3 separate regions of the Zea mays genome follow, and all the other regions are linked to region 3. The links are chromatin contacts, called in public Hi-C maps. All regions are on one chromosome and are shown on one strand. The core of a region is the stretch at or near the end of the contact, and the rest is flanking DNA. Distances in the headings are between cores, read along the strand shown. Region 1 holds the start of LOC100285110 (EF-hand Ca2+-binding protein CCD1). Region 2 holds the start of LOC100273201 (50S ribosomal protein L24, chloroplastic-like). Region 3 holds the start of LOC103626330 (synaptotagmin-3).

Region 1 (4,219 bases), core at 1,258-3,757, 370 kb after region 3:
AGTAGCAGCGGAGCGAGCGGTGGAGACGACGAGACACGAGACCAGCGTGCTCACTGCGCATCGGATCGACCAGCCAGCCGTGTGTGTGTCCGGTCCGGCAGTTGGCACGCGCACACGGGATGCCCCTGCGCCCCGCCGGAAACCCGGCGGGGGTGCCGCTGCCATTGCCAGCGTGCCGTCGCCGCGGCCGGCAGGGGAGACAGCGTGCTGCGAATCCATGGCGCGGCACGCGACAAGGCGGGGTTTGTTTTTTCAGGCGCAGCTGGCTGTGCTACGTCTGCCCGCTAAACTACCGATGGTTTTGGCTTTGCCGTTGCCGATCGCAAGAGACTTCCTGTCGGTAGCAACCACCCGATTGTTAGTTAAGGATTGATACGCAGTGGCGTGCCACGGGCAGATCAAATTCAAACGGCTACGAGAGGCAGGCGCGCACGAAGGTTACAGCTCGGCCGTGACGTGACCTGACCACGCCCAGCGCATACCGAAAACAAATCTTTAATCTACGATTAGTCTTCATCGGAAATTAGGCTGCCACATCCGAGAACGGAACCAACTCGGTGGTCGTGCAGAGGTTAGTTTGACACGTCCGAGAAGCCCCCCTCAAATGGTTTGTTATGGTATGGGGTCCTCGCGTGCACTGAACCAGGCGCGAGGCCGACCTGAACCTGCAGGTTCATGCATCTCTGTCTGTCAGATTCAGATCAGTCTGTCCCGACGGCTTCCTTTGCCTGCCCCCAATTGATGACGCCGGGCGTACTGTACTGTAGGTTGGACCTAACGACACGGCATCAGCGCAGTCAGCACGGGGAACTGGGTGCGAAGCTCAGAGCAGGCCGGAGCCAACAGTTGGTGGGTGGATAGGCGATCGGGGCACGGCAGTGTCACCGTGGACCTGAGGACGCCGCCGACGGCGTTGCATTGCAATGGTCCAGACTCCAGACGGGGGAGGCGGTGCGTGTTTTTATTAGATCGGGCGACGAATCGCAGCAGTGACGTCGAGAGCAGCCGGATGGCTGCCTGCCTGACGCTGACCTGGAACCGAAGGGGCGGTCAGGCGGGGCGGAGGACAGGGGGAAAAGAGAGAGAAACGCCTCGAGGGCGCGTCGCTTTCGGGCTGCTTTCCTTGCGCCTCGCTTTTGAAGCTTCCGGCCACCTTTCCGGAAGCTCCCGTTCCAGCTTACTACGACGTGCTGGACTGTACTTACACGTGACTCATCTCGTCAGTGCGAACAAAAGGGCGACGAAACGAAACAGGGGCCGGCTTCCGTTCCTTTTCGTAGCGACGACGCTGGTGCGGTGCGGACCGAGTGAACACACTGAGAAAAGCGAGAAGCACTCACCGAGTCACTCACACGTCCGTCTCCCCTGCTTGGTTTCGCCCGCGAGAAGCACTCTTGCGGCTGCGCGGTGACGCGGTCCCGCTCGCTGCCGCTGCCACTGTCTGCTAACGCACGCTTGAGGCTTTGACCAGACAAGTGCTTCTGTGTCGCCTCCATTTCCTCTTGGTTGGTTGTGCGCATCAGGGTCAGTCAGGGACTCAGTCAGGGCACAAGGTCAACCGAAACTTCCGCCACTGTTCAAGAACGACTTGGGGGGTGGTCCTGGCAATTTCCTCTGTAGCCCTGTAGTACCCAATGCTAATCTCGATTGTGTAAAAAGCAGCGAAGCAGTAGACACACGCAATGTGATCCGTGTGGATGTGATGGTCAGAAAGGAGAAAGCATGTTAATGAATCCAGACTCCATTGGAACATGGGAATTGGGAAGGAAAGAACAGCAGACGAGTACACATGGATGGAATCCATCGACCGATCAGCACAAGTCCTGATCCATCCAGCTATATGAACAGCGGCAAGAGGAGGAGGAAGAAGAAGAAGAAGAAACATCTCAACGATCATCTAGTAGCCTTAATTATTAGTTATCAATCATCGTCGTCGTCATCATCAGCTGGTGAAGAGGAAGCGGGCCGCCTGGTCGACGGCGTCGTCGAGCCACCGCCTGGGCTCGTCCATGAGCTCGGGGCTGAGGCGCACCATGAGGACGCAGAACTCCGTCTCGCTGAGCGCGCCGTCGCCGTCGAAGTCGCCCTCGGCGAGCATCCCGCGGAGGTCGGCGTCCGACATGCCGCCCAGGCCCAGCAGCGGCGCGTTGCGGCGGAGGCTGTCGAAGGTGATGAGCCCGCGCGCCGGGTCCATCAGCAGCCGGAACCCGCTCGCCAGCTCCCGCATCAGCCCGTCCTCGCCCAGCCGCTCCGCCATCACCGGCAGGTAGTCCTCGAAGCCCACGGCGGAGGACGCCGCCGCCGCCGCTCCCGCCTGCTGTTGCCTCTGCTGCGACGCCATGTGTGTGTGCGCGCGTGTGTGGAAGGTTGACCGGGTGTGCTGCTGCTGCTGATGGTGGTTCTGAGCTCCGGTGGCGGCTGCTTGTTCTTTCTCGGTGTGTTGTGCTGTGCTCTGCTGTCCAGGAGGAGAGGAGGAGGACGAGCGGGAGAAGCGATGGGTGGATCGAGTTTGGGGGCGGGTGGGAAGGGAAGAATAAATAGGCGGGAGACGGGGACGGCTGGCTCAGTGGCTCCTGCTGCCGGACTGGGGCTTCAGGGAAGGTGCCTCTGCCCAGACCTGCTGCCGTGGCCACGCGGGACGCGATGGCTTCCGGGCGGGGGTCACGTGTGCGCGGGCCGGTGCCCGGCTGCCCACCCTGCGGATGGACCAACTGATACCCCGACGGCCCCGGTTGGTTCGCGCTGGCTGACGACGGGGGTTAGCTTGTCTCAGAAACGTTCCCTAAATTCTATCTCCTAAAGGAATATTCTATATCCTTTACAGAACTCTCTAAAAAATTTCGTCCTCTATATCTTTGTCAACTCCAGCAACATCCTCTAAATTCGGTACTCTATATCTACAGTGATAATAGAATTCATATATTCATTTTTAATACTCATTTTTTGATATTAATACAATTTGAACTTATGTGCGTAATGGAAAAATAAAGTTATTTATTTCTAGAAATTTTATAAAAATGAATTAGGAACTAATTATAATAATTACATTTTGCAACTGACATTACTAATCGTTTTTTATAACATCCTCTACGTACATATCTATATATGTATCGGACATAAACTGATAATACTAATCTAATAATCCCAATTAGCAAAAATGCTGCTACTATTAAGTTTACACGCAAAAAAAAAGAATAGAATTAATCGGCCAGCGGAGGTAGCGGTAGACGAATGACCACATTGAAGAGCGGGCCCCAGTGCTGAGCAGGCGGATAGTGCACGCAAGGACTCTTCTATGTTTAGAGTTCGTCGTACGTCCTCTATATTTTAGAGTTCCTTTTAGAGTTCCTTATTGGACGATGTAGAGAACGTTTCGTACTCTAAATTTAGAGTACAAAACCATTTATTGCTGGAATCAGTCTTAGAGGCAGGCGGCCACGCACCGACCGGGACAGGCTGGATGGACGTTGGGTTCGCCTGGCTGGCCCCGGGCTGGAGTCTCGACGGACGGACCGCGCCGCGCGCGCGCGCCTTCCTGCGCGCTTCGGCCTCCCCTCTGCGCGGGGCGCCGGGAGGGAGGCGTGTCCGTATCCGTGTCCGCGTTCGCGTTCGCGTGTGGCCGTCGCGGCTCGTTTCGACGTGTGGTGTGAGTGTGACGGATGCTGTCGTCGCCTCGCGAAAAAAGGGGTACTTTCGTTTGGACGACGATGGTTGTTACCGTACGCTATACACAGAGTGCGTGGAGAGATACTATATTATTGTAGCGTACGTACCTACCCGATTCGAATTCCTAGCATCCACCCTCAAAACACTATTTTACATTAGACTGTAGTGTAATTTAAATATATACATAGAAATATGTAACCGAACCGAAGATAACACCTATGTGGTGATATCTTCCTCTCTGTTTCAGAACGGACATGCCTCTATAGCACCATACCATCAAAGCATGTAACTAAGCTCGCTTGACTCATGATCAGTGTTGGAAGTTTTTCTTTTCCGAATGTTGTCAAAAACACGACTAACCATTTGTTTCTAGCGTACTATTGAATATTACAGGAGCTTTGTCATAAGAAAAGCTTCATGATGAGGATCTTTTTTCCCGCCGAAGGTCCTCGAAACGAAGACATTGACTGAAAACGATAACAATGAATGTCGAAACTACAGCTGAAGCACCTCGACTTTGGCTTAAGACGGCAACAGAGGTCAAACATGACGC
Region 2 (4,073 bases), core at 592-3,091, 440 kb after region 3:
GAGCACATCGGATGAAATGAAAGAGGCCATACCTGGTAAGCTGAAGAAGCAGTGCCAAAGACGAAACCTTGAGGGAAGTCTGCTCTCCTTAGAGCTTCAGCACAAGCAGCGAAGCTGATAAGGATATTAACCAGTGTCAGAACAGCCATGGCGTATCCTTCAGTTGGTAGCACTAACTCATAGTGTTTTTAGTCTAAGAATAAGTACTAGATAGGATCATATGACATATATATAAACCTTGTTCAGTTGGTGAAGCGTGGGAAGCAACTGAACGCTGAGCTAGTGAGCTTCACTTGTCTTGGAAGCCCTTCCAACGTGCGTCTCTACTAAGTAACTCTTGTGGAGGCCACAAGGTGCAAAATCTCTATCACAGTGGGCAAATTAATCAACAACCGAAGGAAACTACTTGACATGTCTAGCTCCGAAACCTGTGAAAAAAAATGGTCCACATCTGGAGTGTCGCAAGCAAGTAGAGCTTTGCCCAGACAGATTGAGTTTTGCCCAGCACTCCAGCATCCATGCCTTAAAAGGTTATAGTTAGAAAGGGGGAGGATTGCTAAGCCCTTGCCAGTTAGCCACATAGAGAGAAGGCCTTATTATTAGATCATGCCATTTCTTTTCTTACAAAATTAACAAAGTGCAAAGCATTACTATGGCCACGAGGAACAGATAGCTACGAAATGAAACTGTCGCAATTATCATGGAAAAAAGCCACACATTTCCTTATCCATTTTGTTTGGTAGCGCCACATAGAAACAAAACTTCATGTCACGATTTGCATAGTTATCTCAACACATGTGGCGAATAGAAAAGGAGAAAGAGAAAAATAAACACAAGATTCTTAACCATAATAAGATATAATTTGTGTCGGGCATTTGCATAGTCACATGCTTATCCCATGGGGAACGTTAAAGGTTTGCTTGCACGGCAGGACCATTCCTGATTCCCTAGATGGTAGTTAGATGACGGCGATAGGAGCCGAGGCCCAACTGCCCAGTGATGTATTGGCCGTGTTGTTTATGTGATCTGTCATGGATGTCCTACTATGATTCAAGGATTTAGGACATGCGCAGAACTGCCAGCAATGAAAAGTCGAAGAAAGAGATATTGACTTCGAGGGGGAGAAATGTAGTCCACTATGAGAAAAGAGATACCCAATGTCTCTGGAGAAAAAGATCTGAGGTAAACACGTCTAACTTGCAACCATGATTTGCAATAGAGAAATCCGATTGACATCCCACCCTTTCTCGGTGCAGGATGGGACCTGCAGCAGCAAAAGCGCAAAGCTTCGATGTCACCGCCATCCACCTACCCTCCATCGCCCAAACTGTCTCTGTCTCTGTAACGCGAATTTTATTTTACACAACAGCAAAGTGAAAAACTGGAGTAGGGGGTTCGCTTGCCTCAGCAACCGTCGCGTAGCTTGCGCGCCTCGGCGCTGGAACGGGGAATCTGGAGGCGGGCACGCATCTCCCAAGCAATCTCGCGTGGCCTCGCGTAGCGTGCGAGGAGACACGCAGAGAGGGAGGGAGAGAGAAAGAGAGCCTTGACCCCGCCGTCCTCGTCCTGTCGTCCTGATAGCTGATGCAGTGATGCTGATCAGCTGATGCGTGCGGAGCTCGCTCGTGGAGCCGAGGCCCTAGCCTGTAGCCTCTCACGGCGGTAGAACGAGCACCCATGGGCCTCACTGGATCACCTAAGCGTCTTCCAGGCCCATCTGTGCCTCACCTGAGGCCTGTCTCATTTAGTGACGAGGCCCAACCCACCAGCGTCAGAATACAAGAGCGCGTTATCCTCTCTCTTCCGGTTCCGGGCAACTCGAAGAAGCCGCGTGCGTTATCCTTTGAGCAGTTTGGGCGCTGAGCAAGTCCAGTGAGAGAGGGAGAGCGGCGAGAGGATGGCTGGGATGGCATCGCTGCAGGGCGCCATGGCGTCGCTCTCCATCTCCGCGCTAGGCGCGGCGACGGCGAGCAGCAGCAGCTTCTGGGGCAACCGGCTCGCCACCTACTCCGCGCCGCAGCCTGGGGTCTGTTCCTGCTTCCCAATTCCGTTCCGTTCTGCTGATGGTTTGGTAGATAATAAGTAGCTGTTCTGGTGAAAGATTTTACTCTGGAGTTTCTGGATAGCGTTGCAAAGCGCGGTCGGATGGAATTGTTCTAGGGACATTCGAGCTTGCATTACGGTTTTGGAGCTAGTCTGTATGGATTGGATGCAATGAAATGGAAAATTACCTTTGCATTGTTATTAATTGTGCATTTTCAAGGATGACAAACCAGGCTTCTAATATGACTATGTTTAGGGGTGTTTGACATCACTCTAGAGCAAAACTTTAAGGAAGACCTGGACAAAGTCAACTAAACACCCTAATTCTAGAGTTGCAAACTCTATAGAGTTTTGAGAGTTGTAGTATAATTTTTTGGAGTACATTTTTTGCTACTTTGAAAAATCCTTCAAAAACAATCAAGACACATCCAATGCACTGGTTATGAGAAAGCAATCTACACTTCGGAGCAGATATACTTCACCCAAAGTTTTGGAGTAGAACTATGCCAAACTCGCCCTTATTAGATTTCATATTACATTAAGTTTCTATTTGCTCCACGACACACACTAAATTTAGACCGTGTCCATATTGAATTTCGTCTACCTTCTTTTTTTATTTTTATCTTGCATGGAAGCTTAAATGGTAAGATTTGAGTGCGCCAAATAGATTAACTGATTGGGATTAATTTAAGTAAGAGAATTTCCTTTGTCATTGGTAATCCGGTATTGTCCTTTTTGCATATACAACTATGCACATGTTTGCCTTTTAGTGCTAATAGAGAGTATGCTGTGTTTCATGTGGTAAAATTTGTTCGAGTACTCTTTATTTAGTTTGTTAACTGAGGAAATTATGTTGCTTTTGAAGCGGTCAAAATGTCAACTGAAGAAATTATGTTGCCCTCAATGTGCCACTGATTTTGTTTATATATATTTATGCCTGAATTACCCCACATCACACAATACATATGACTAACTGGAAACAAAATTTGGCGCCAAATAGTGTATTATGAGCATAATGATGTTTGTATTTGAACCCTGCTTTCTTTTCTGTGTCATCTTTATTATGCCTTACCTGTATGTACTTGTGCCTGGAAAATTCCCAACTGATAAGAATCGGATGAGGATAAACCTTTCTGTTAAGAAGCAAAAGCAAGTAAAGAATAGATAGTGAGGTCAAGTAATCACTGTTGAAGGAAGTGATAGAACCACTGTATTTTAAGGGATATCGTATTACTCAAACATAAAGAGGAGCCCTGGATCCTGTAGTGTCTTGATCAGATCAACATGAATCGTAACCACTGTGTTTGAGTCATGCCATATCTCAGAAGCATCTGATTAGTGTCTCTTTGATTTGAAATGGAATCTTATGTCTTTAGGATGTGAAGTTCTGACAAGCTGTTTAATATGTTCAATATGCAGGTAAGGTTTATGGTCAAGATATGCCCAATTGAAATGAGAGTGAGTAAAAAAAATCTTTAGTCCAAATATTTGATACCTTTTTTATCCAATAATGTGAAATGTCCTAAAACTTCACTTTCCACTGCAGCTTAAGAGATGGGAGCGAAAGAAGTGTAAACCAAACAGTCTTCCTGTGCTGCACAAGATGCATGTTAGGATCGGGGACACGGTACAGGTTATTGCAGGCCGTGAGAAAGGAAAGGTTGGAGAAGTCACACGCCTTTTCAAGCACAACAGCACGGTGATCGTGAAGGACCTGAACTTGAAGTCGAAGCACAAGAAAGGCACAGACGATGAACCCGGTGAAATCGTCATGGTCAGCAAAATTTCTATTGAACTTGTTTTTTGGGCCTCTCATGATGCTTTGCACATATTGGTTTCAAGAGCATATCTGTAGTTTTAGTAGGTGCCTAATCGTTCTCTTGATCAGACTTAAATTTTCTTTGATCAGATTGAAGGCCCCATTCATAGCTCAAATGTGATGCTCTACTCTAAGGAGAAGAGTGTGGTAAGCAGGGTTGGCCACAAATTCCTGGAGGACGGGACCAAGGTCCGATACCTGGTCAAGACCG
Region 3 (3,985 bases), core at 978-3,477:
GAATCCGCCGTCGTGTGCACGCCTCCTAGATCTGCCGCCGCCGCGCTGCCTCAAGGCCACCGACGCCGCTGCCGAAGCCTACCGCGCCTCGTGCAACCACCGTCGCCACCGGGCCTGAAGTGCGCCGCTCGGCCGCTTTGGGAGCGTCGCCATCGCTCGTTCCTAGGAGAGCGCCGCCGTCGATCGCCCTCCTCGAGGCGCCATTGTCGCTGGCTCCCGAGATCACCGCCGCTCGCACGCTCGGGAAACCGCCTCCACCGCTCGCTCGCTCGAGTGAACCGTCGTCCCGCTAAAACCTAATCCGTGGTGGCCTGGGGAATTTTTATAGCCGTCCGAAACTGATGCGGCTGAACCAGATGACACTGTTGAGTTAGGGCTTCCTCTAGTTATTAGAAGACGAGAGATCCTTATATATATATATATATATATTGCGCTGTGTCTTAAAATATTTTTATGACTTTTGGCTGCACGACGATATCTCGTCTCTGCAAAAAAACGACAGCCGTGACGACTTTTCTTTTACTTGGCGTTGTGTGGATGTGATTCTTTCTTTTTTCTCTTACCAACTAAGCTATCCAAACGTCACTGTAGACTCAAGTCCCCAAGTTGGATTTTGTTCCCATATCGTATTCAAGCACTGCACGTACTACACACGTCATTTTCGTTCATTCCTATGGGCTAACCAGCTGTAACTAGCTAGCTAGGCTAGTTTGCAGACACAAAACCGAAGAAATTGGGTGACTAAAATCTCTCTTATTTAAGAATAAAAAGAAGATTTTATCTCTTCAATCATCTTCGGTTTAATGTCTTCTAAACTAGTACTTAATAAAATGCGAACCACATGCTGCTCTGGGAAATGATTCCAACGGGCACAGATAATAGCACAGCTAGCTACGAAGAAAAGCATCGTCGTTCAAATATGCCCTAGCACGACGCTAATTAAAATAACTATCGTTAATTATAAGCGTGCATCCCTTCATAAATAATGTGCGCTAATATCCCATCAAAATCGCCACTGGGGGTGTGGGTTGAACGGATCGATATCCGAGCGAACATAATCGTTCGTTGGAAAAAGCAAAGCAAAAAAAAAAAAAAAACGAATCGGATACGCAAGCCGGCACCAGTCGGCAGGCCGTTCAAACCGAAGGCTTCAAAAGGCTGGAAAAAGGTGCTCTCAGCTGGCTGCTCGCTAACTATTTCTGAAAGAAAGAAAGGAACCTACCTACCAGCCGAGACGAGAGAACCCCAAAGACTCTATACGTACTCGTCGACCGGCCAAAAACTGGAAGTCGCTCCAGCTGAGGTCATCGATCTCATCTGGACTTTGGAGGACCGCACACAGAGTAGTCTTTCGCGCCAACCGTACGTGCGTGCTCGGTCGCTGTCACTGTTTTTTCTTTCATCCGCCAAGACGCGAAGCTACTCCTCTCTCGATCCCAACCCAACAGAAGGAATAGGTATCACAGTCAAATCTTGGCCCCAACCGTACGCGGGGCTGCGTAGTCCTCGTCGTCGTCTAGCTAGTCGATGGCCGGCTTTGCTTGCCGCGGGCGCACTGTGCGGTGCTCCGACGATTCGTCGTGCTCGTCACCAGGGCGTCCTGATTTGGTGCAGTGCATGTGCAGACGACCGGCCGGGGTGGTCCTGGGCTCCCTGCTCTCCGCCGATACGTGCACGCACGACGCACGGAACGGACGTGTGTGCGCGTCAGTCGGTCGATTTCGATTCTCACGGCACCATCGATTATTGGAACTAGCGCAGCAACGTAGCGGGGAATTCAACTCCCAGCTAGCAGTTCAGAAACAAGTGCTGCGCGCGGCGCGCGCGCGTACGTACCTGGAGGCGGCGAGCGGCGGCGAAGTAGCGGAGGTAGACGAAGTACGCGGCGGCGAGGCCGATGGGGAGGCCGAGGCAGAAGCCGACGACACCGCCGACGAGGCCCATCGTCTATATACCGCCGCCCTCCTCTGCCGCGATCGCACGCGAATGGCTACCCGGCCGGCCTCTCCTTCTCCTCCTCCTCGGATGCGTCGAGGCGGCGGCGGCGGCGGCGGCGGGGGCAACGACTGGAGTATATGCTATAGCATAGCAGTAGTAGAAGCGACGAATGAAGCAGCGGGTCGGAGGCGGCAACGGCAAGCGCGAGGCGGGGTGGCGTGGGGACGGGCGGAGTTTTTGTTGCTTTGGATGGACGCTCCGTGCGTGCCGTGGAGGAGGGCGGCACTTCACACTTGGCAGGCGCCAGGCGGGCTTTATGAGGGTCGCGGTCGCCATTCGCCAAGCCGGCCGGCGTGACGACGTGCCGCGCCGGTGGGACCCGCAGGTCCTTCGTTAGTTCGTGGAGGACCTTGCATTGCTCTCTAAAGTACACGTGCGTCTCATCAATCTCAGAGCACTGCATCCTCTTTGCCCTTTCCGATCTACGTACTCCCCAAATTAACCGACGGAAAACTAGATCAAGCCGGAAAGAAGACTACGGTTAATAATGACAAAACTGTTGCTGATACGGCAAACAACGGCCCTACTCCTATGCAGTTAGCATGCATTAGTGCCTTTTGGACCATGCCCGGAGGGACTACGGCAAGTTCTTCTAACACCATCTGTCCATCTCCAACCATTATCCTATATTCGACGTCTTACTATTATATTTTACTATATTTACCTAAAAGATATTCTTTCTCTGTATACGAGATGTCTCTGACCATTCCTTATCCACATCCTCTATACACTATAACTCAGTTATTTAATATTTTTTCACAAGTTTTTTTTTAAAAAAACCATAGACTGTTCGTACTATCATAATACACATTATTATCAGGTTGTACAAGTGTTTTTATGACTTTGATCATATTCCTTTAAGCATAATTAGCTTTACTTGCTTATTTTGGTGCTCAAGTTGTACAAGTTATCCCTAGACCTCACAAGTTCTTGTGCAAATGATGCATACGTTTAGGAGGAGGACGTGCTACAACTTGACCCTTTGAGGCTAATGTTTTTACTTGAGTGCTTATAATACAGTCTCACATATGGATTGAAAGGGAAAAAGGTGGATGTGAACAAAGAAAAGGCTTCCATTGCATTCCGGTATCAATGACCTTTGTTCCAAGTCACTATTGTGTTCTCTCTTTGTCTTTGGCTCTTCGTTACAATTTTTGTGAGACAATGGGGTTAAAAGGCCACTAGTTCTTCTGTTTTGGTGCTTAATGCCAAAGGGGGAGAAATTAAGGCCAAAACAAATCGACCAGCTACCACTTATGAATTTTTCAAAATTTTAGTGTAAGTATACTTGGTTTTTGATTAGAACCCTCTTATTGCAAAAACTACTCTCTTGTGGGGGAGAAATTTGATTATGGGAAAAGGGGGAGTTTCTGGGTTTTGATCAAAACTAGTTTTGAAAGATATTTTGATTTGCCAAAACGAAGTGTTTGTGACATAGAGATAGGAAAATGAATTTGTTTTGTGAAAACAAATCAAGTGGTGGCAAAAAAGATCCAAATATGACAAATCCCATGACAATTTAATTGGTTTTGAGTTTGACATCAATTTGCACCTTTTTACTCTCATTTGAGTATGTTAGTATATTTTAAGCTGCTTTTGATGTGTTGGCATAAATCACCAAAAAAGGGGAGATTGAAAGAAAAATGTTCCCTTGGACCATTTTTAAGTGTTTTGGTGATTAAGTACCTAACACATCACTTTGATCTAACATACAATTATGAGTATGCGCTTGGAGTCAAAGAAGAAGCAAATTGAGAGTTGTAAGATAAATTGCAAACTTTACACTCCTGGAGAAACGAAGGTATGATTCTAGCACTTAGTAAATTGCTTTTGGTACTAACTATGTTCTACTAAGTGCTAGGGAACTTCTCAAAACGAGAGAAATTCTATTGAAGAAATTTGGCTAGCCTGTGGTGCATCGGACTGTTCGGTGCCAGGCTAGCGCACCCAGTGAACATGCTGCTCTCGGGAAAAAGCCAGGGCACCG

What was found. A called contact is a pair of places that touch in the nucleus more often than the background predicts.
Region 1: a contact with region 3 is called in a Hi-C map of ear, with 1.6 times the contacts expected there. The contact joins the promoter of LOC100285110 here to the promoter of LOC103626330 in region 3. A contact is called at or near these places in 2 of 25 Hi-C or Micro-C datasets (ear and leaf).
Region 2: a contact with region 3 is called in a Hi-C map of bundle sheath, with 2.2 times the contacts expected there. The contact joins the promoter of LOC100273201 here to the promoter of LOC103626330 in region 3. A contact is called at or near these places in 2 of 25 Hi-C or Micro-C datasets (bundle sheath and tassel).

The regions. Positions count from the first base shown.
Region 1 is chr5:50,199,659-50,203,877 of Zm-B73-REFERENCE-NAM-5.0, reverse strand. LOC100285110 (EF-hand Ca2+-binding protein CCD1) reads right to left here and starts at 2,507. Exons shown (of 1, transcript NM_001158005.2): 1 at 1,726-2,507. The coding sequence starts at 2,341. The coding sequence ends at 1,943.
Region 2 is chr5:50,136,216-50,140,288 of Zm-B73-REFERENCE-NAM-5.0, reverse strand. LOC100273201 (50S ribosomal protein L24, chloroplastic-like) reads left to right here and starts at 1,841. Exons shown (of 4, transcript NM_001147644.1): 1 at 1,841-2,026; 2 at 3,463-3,501; 3 at 3,590-3,817; 4 at 3,953-4,073. The coding sequence starts at 1,898. It overlaps LOC100279909 (Putative beta-glucosidase 41), which reads right to left and starts at 1,522. Exons shown (of 15, transcript NM_001152861.1): 1 at 1,404-1,522; 2 at 238-364; 3 at 33-114.
Region 3 is chr5:50,574,050-50,578,034 of Zm-B73-REFERENCE-NAM-5.0, reverse strand. LOC103626330 (synaptotagmin-3) reads right to left here and starts at 2,227. Exons shown (of 12, transcript XM_008646726.3): 1 at 1,837-2,227. The coding sequence starts at 1,944.